2 separate regions of the Muntiacus reevesi genome follow, and region 1 is linked to region 2. The links are chromatin contacts, called in public Hi-C maps. All regions are on one chromosome and are shown on one strand. Each heading gives the region's core, a stretch centred on a gene start, on an enhancer-like site or on the middle of the called end of the contact. The rest is flanking DNA. Distances are from core to core; before and after follow the strand shown.

What was found. Hi-C and Micro-C count contacts between places; a contact is called where the count stands out from the background.
Region 1: a Hi-C map of muscle shows a contact between it and region 2, with 5 times the contacts expected there. The contact joins the promoter of PDS5A here to the promoter of LIAS in region 2. A contact is called at or near these places in 2 of 3 Hi-C or Micro-C datasets (blood and muscle).

The regions. Positions count from the first base shown.
Region 1 is chr16:55,413,149-55,415,950 of mMunRee1.1, reverse strand. It overlaps PDS5A (PDS5 cohesin associated factor A), which reads left to right and starts at 1,505. Exons shown (of 33, transcript XM_065907581.1): 1 at 1,505-1,878; 2 at 2,737-2,802. The coding sequence starts at 2,777.
Region 2 is chr16:55,000,742-55,003,441 of mMunRee1.1, reverse strand. LIAS (lipoic acid synthetase) reads right to left here and starts at 1,311. Exons shown (of 8, transcript XM_065907430.1): 1 at 1,155-1,311; 2 at 1-24. The coding sequence starts at 1,199. RPL9 (ribosomal protein L9) reads left to right here and starts at 1,421. Exons shown (of 8, transcript XM_065907349.1): 1 at 1,421-1,441; 2 at 1,869-1,915; 3 at 2,005-2,120. The coding sequence starts at 1,870.

The DNA of each region.
Region 1 (2,802 bases), core at 256-2,755, 410 kb before region 2:
GTAAGTGGGAATGTTTTTTAAAAAGGAATTAAAAACAGAAATTTCAGAATTCCTATAATTTAGAATTTACAAGTTCAACCTATTGATGTGTTACGATCCTTAGGGCTTACTATCTTTTGAGTGTTTATAAAATCAAACATTATTAACGAAGTAGGTAGTTAAAATTACAATTTTATGGATATATACAAAACTCCATTTAGTAATGGGTAAATTAATAATGGCAAGAATGAAAATAAAAAGTCCCTCTTTATTTAAATGTAACAGATTTTTTAAAATCATATGTGAGAGAAAGAGCCTAAAAACAGTGTAGGTTTTGGTCAGTTTAATAGTTTGGATGAAGTTTCTTAATGAATTCTGCCTGCTACTCTAAATGTTCTGAGTTTTGGGCAGAGTTCTAGCAAATCAGCAACTGTGGTGTGTTAGATTCTGAGATAATTGCTTCCTTGTATATTACTTGAAAAACAGTTCAGTGAGGGCAGCCCCTATAATATTTTTAAGATCAAACAAAGGATGTGGAAAAGATCAATTAATATCCATCAAGAATTTAAATAATCAAATATCATTTTAAACTACAGTAGCGATCAGTTTCAAGAGCTGCAGACTATTTCAAATTATTTTCTCTTTTTAACTTCATCTTTGGAAATTATATATGTGCTCCCGAGGTTCATTTGGTTCAGCTTTTTATTTTAAACTGCTCAAACACCACTGCATCGGGTTTTCCTTTGGATGAACGAAAAACCTATCCTTTGGTATATTTAAAAAAAAATTTTTTTAACGAGTTACTCCATATTCACAAGACCTATGTATCGAATTTGTAAACATGCTTATTTCTGAAGTCCAGTCTCAGAAATCCTGATTTTCTAGGTTCGGGAGTGCAGTCCAGAAAATTTCGTCTATTCTTTGAGAACTACTGGACTCAATGCAGTTTTCATATTTTGCAGTTTTCAAAATATTAATTTTAGACATCTAAAGAGGAGAGGGCAAACTCTGGAGGCTGTCAAAAGAAACAGGAATGAGCAGCACACGTTGTGCCATGTTGCAAAACTTTTCCTCAGGTTGCAGATCTTCTGTCCCTAGGGAGGAAATCAGTTCGTTATCACCGACTAATTAACCATTTTTCAACCATGTCCATCCACGTCGTTTAGGATGAACCCCAAAAGTCATGAACTCATCTCCGCGGCAAACACTGAAGAAACTCCGTTCGTGCAACTTGGCCCCAAAAGGCCGCGGGCGCCGGGTCGCTTCCCGCCAGCCAGGCTCCTCCTCTGCTCGCCTTCTGGGTCCGGTCCTCCCGAAGGCGCTCGGAGCGGCAGGTCTTGGCGCCAACCGGGTGGCGGCGCTGTTTGCTCCGCGCGCGCCGCTCGAGGCCCGAGGGAGGCGGAGGCAAGGCCGGCGGAGGAAGGGGCGGGGGCGAGGCGCGCGCCCTGCTCTCGCGTGCTCTCGCGCCGCTCGCGTGACCGGCCGCTGTGTGCGAGAGGCGCCGGCTGCCGGGAGCACGGGCGGCAGCGCGCGCCGCTGCGAGGGGCGTCCGGGTCCGGCTCGCGGACCCGGCCGGCGCGAGGTGCGGGCGGGCGGGCAGCCGGGGTCCGGGGCGGACACACGCGCACACGCTCCCGGAGGAGCCTCCTCCGAGGCTGCTCTTCCTCTGCCTGACGGAGAGCGGCAGTGTCTCCCCGCCCAGCTCTCACTCGCCCCGCGTCTCCCCCCGCGGCGACTGCTCCTCCTCGGCACCGCCAGCCCCAGCGCCGCTCCGGGGCGGGCGGCGGCGGCGGCGGGACCCGCGGAGCCGCTTTGTGTGCAGCCCGGAGAGGGGCGGCGGCGCAACCACCTGACAGAGGCCCGGGCGCTCGATGCACCTTCCGCCCGCATGAGGAGGAGGTAAAGGCGGCGGCGGCTCGGCTCCCGCCCTCGGCTGGGGAGGGAGGGGACGGAAGGGGAGACCGGGGGTGGGGGGGGCGCGGGACGGAGGCCCGGCGGGGCTGCCCGGAGGTGCCGGTGAGGCCTCGGCGGCTCCGGACTGCGCCGAGTGGCCGGGGGCGAGAGGAGCCGCCGGGGTCCCTGAGCCGAAGTTGAAGGAACAAAATGTGAAGTGCGGAGCCGCGTCAGCCGCTTCCTGGCTCGGGGTTCGGGGCGGAGGGCAGCTTGTTTTCTCCTCCCGCGGGGGTGAGGGACCGGGACACGGGAGGGGCGGGAGCGTGGCGGGGACACCGGGGGTCCCGAAGCTTTGCCCGGCAAGGGCGTAGGTTCCCGGGAGCCGCCGCTGCGTGTGGGTCCCGTTGGGTCCCTAGTTTTGCGGCCTAAGCCGAGCCCTATAGGCCTCGCGTCTCCTTTCCCGGAGGGGACCGGCCGGGCGGGCATTCGAGGCTTCTCTCTGACCGAGCCGGGGCCTCAGGGGCCTCGCTGGGCTCTCGAGGCCTCCAAACTTCGGACCTCGGTGCTTGGGGGTGGGATTTCATTGTGAAAGGGGGAACGGGAAACTCCTGGCGCTGCTCGGCGCTTCCCGCGGCCGCCGGTGCCAGGGAGCCGGGAGGGCCCGGGGTCTGCGGGGCCCGCGTGGGTGGGGGCGGCGAGGCGGCCACCAGGCTCCAAGCCCCGGGGAGGAGCGGGGAGGGAGGCCGCCGCCGAGCCCCCGGCCTCCCTGGAGAAAGGACCCTCTGCAGATTAGGGTTTTTGAAATGAAAAAAGAGGTTACAAAGTCGCCCCTTTCCCGCTGAACTTTTGTTTTCTGACCGATAGAGGCCGGTAGAGGACCGTGAAGGAAAAGTTGTCCCCCAGGATGGACTTCACCGCTCAGCCCAAGCC
Region 2 (2,700 bases), core at 62-2,561:
GCTGCATAAATATCTTCCAAATACCTAAACAAAGGGTTCATTATGACATTTATTTAGTTTGCTGTTTAGTTACTAAGTCGTGTCTGACTCTTTTGCAACCCTATGGACTATAGACCACCAGGCTCCTCTGTTCATGGGATTTCCCAGGCAAAAATTTATTTAGTAGAGTTAGTAATAACTTAGTTTTAACCTATTTAACATAGCTAAAAGGAAGAGTAAGCCAGAGAACTGATTCAGAAATGACGTTAAACTATTTACAAGCTCTGTGTTGAAGCTTGGAATCTAAGGTTAAGGAAGACTCAAAGAAGAATAGGAATTAACTATTTCTGTCTACATTTAAAATAGATTTGGAAACTTCTGGAACTGGCTAACAAAACATGCCACACTTTACCCGTATCAGGACTAAAAAGTCTGTCTTTCAAGTATAAACTGCAATAACAGGAGAAGATGCTACAGTTTTGAATTTTCTATTCCTGACGAGTCAAGGACGTTTAAATAAAATCTGAAGTAAATTATCTCTGCCTTGGGCTTTGGATAAACACATGTGTTAAAACTTAAGAGGTTTAAGGTTTAATCCAGCTGATTTCAGAGAACTTGAAATAGGAAAACCAAACTTACTATTCCAATTTTCTACCTTACATTCTGTGTTTGATCAAGGAAGTCACTCGACATGTATTTGTTGACCAAAAGAAGCCATCAGCTTCTGGATCTGAACACACACATGAACAAGACAGCCAAAACACTATAAAATTCAAAGAGTACCAAAAAAAAAAAAAAAAAAAAAAGTGTGCCTATTAAGATGCTGCCCGATTGCTACTGTTCTTGCCCAAGTCTCCTGCTCAGTTTTACAGCACAGATTTTGGGTTCTAATTGTCCAAACTGGTGTCTAGTACAAATCACTGATATGCAAGGGGAAAAAAAAAACAAAAACAAGACAGCTCTTAGCGTCAGCCAGAAACACCTACAAACAAGTCACTACCAGAGACTTAACTTCGTGGTGGTGTCTAAAGAATTAGACGAGATACCACACGAAAAATGTTTAGAATAAAACCTGGCTAGAAGTAAACATTCAGTAAAAGCTGGCATTATTGGGCGCTCTAAAGGGATGGGAGCCCTCTACCCCACGCCCGCACCCTGCTTCCCCAGCTGCTCACCCGGGGGCCCACGGTGCGGACCGCGCCCCCGCAGCGTAGAGACATCTCTCTCTTTTTTTCCTAGCAAGGACGAATAATCAGTAATTCCCGGGAAAAGAGAAAAGGACAAACCGTCGCCAGACTTATGACAAGCTGAACCTCCCTGACCCGGTGGAACTCGCGCAGCTTCGCGATTGGCTGCTTTAGTCTAGCGGCGTCGCGCACTGATGACCGAACACGCAGCCTTCATACGGACTATAAGAGCGTGATGACGAAAGACGCTCTCTCTTTGCCGCATCTACTGCGAGGTGAGATGGTTTCTGTAATCGGTGGGCTTTGGGAATCTGAAGCCATCGGCTCTGGGAAGGCCAGCGGCGTGGTTGTGGCGCTCGGGAACTCTGTCGTGGTTGTGTTCCCACACAGCGAACGCCATATGAGTTTGGTTGCGCTTGAATTCGAGCCCTGTACTGGGCTTTCAGGCCTACCCCAGCTCCTCAGTCTTGCCGGGATGGCGCCGGCTTGACAGGACTCCCAGGGATGCGCTGAGCGGGGAGTTCGCCCGCTGGGCTTGTAACAGGCGCCTGGGAGCTGCCCCTTCGAAACCAGGGCGCAGCGGGGACAGCTGTCGGTTCGGGTCCTCCCGTATTTTTGCCGGCGGTCTCCGGTAGGAGTGGAGCTCCGTGCGGTGGAGTTTGGTCGTTAGCGGCCTTCTTACGCCAAGTGTTTGTGTTTCAGAATGAAGACCATTCTCAGCAATCAGACTGTCGACATCCCAGAAAATGGTACGAGACTTGGTGTTTGCGTTTTTCTTACGTCTTTACTACATGCTCTCTACCTTGTTCCGAGGCCTCACGAGTACGTTCTCTCCTAGTCGACATTACCTTGAAGGGACGGACAGTCATTGTGAAGGGCCCCAGAGGCACCCTGCGGAGGGACTTCAATCACATCAATGTAGAACTCAGCCTCCTTGGAAAGAGAAAGAAGAGGGTGAGGTTTTTTTGTTCGTTTGTTTTGGCCACAGCTGCTTGTTTGGAAGGCTATGATTTAAGAGTAACAGATGGGTTGCTTTTAAAATTACGAAATTGAGATTCAGGGTTTTAGCTTCAAATTGGGTATCCAGGGTTGTAGCTGGTTTCAGTTTGTTTAACAAAATTGGAAGATCAAATTCTGAACAAAGTGGATTAGAAAAACTCCAGACCAGGGTGGAGCGGGGTAGTAATGATTCGTAGCAGATTTTAATAATACTGTTACAAGTTAAGTTTATTTTTTTCCTGATTTGTAAAAATCTTACGTGGGTCTTAAACCTGATAATATTCCAGGATTGACGTTTAATGCAGCTTGTACCATACTTTTGTTTCTGGGTTGTCATTCCTTTGTGAAATAGTGTACCTGTAATGCATAGTAATAAAAATAGTTTTGAGACGGTGTTTTGGTTTTTGGGGGGGGGGGGTTGGGAAGTCGTACTTTTTAATTAGGGCAAGTACTAGAATTTACAGTGGTTGTTGTGAATAAATGGACTTTTTTCTAAGCCTGCTTATTTCTGGAAGGAATTTTCTAAAGTTTTTTT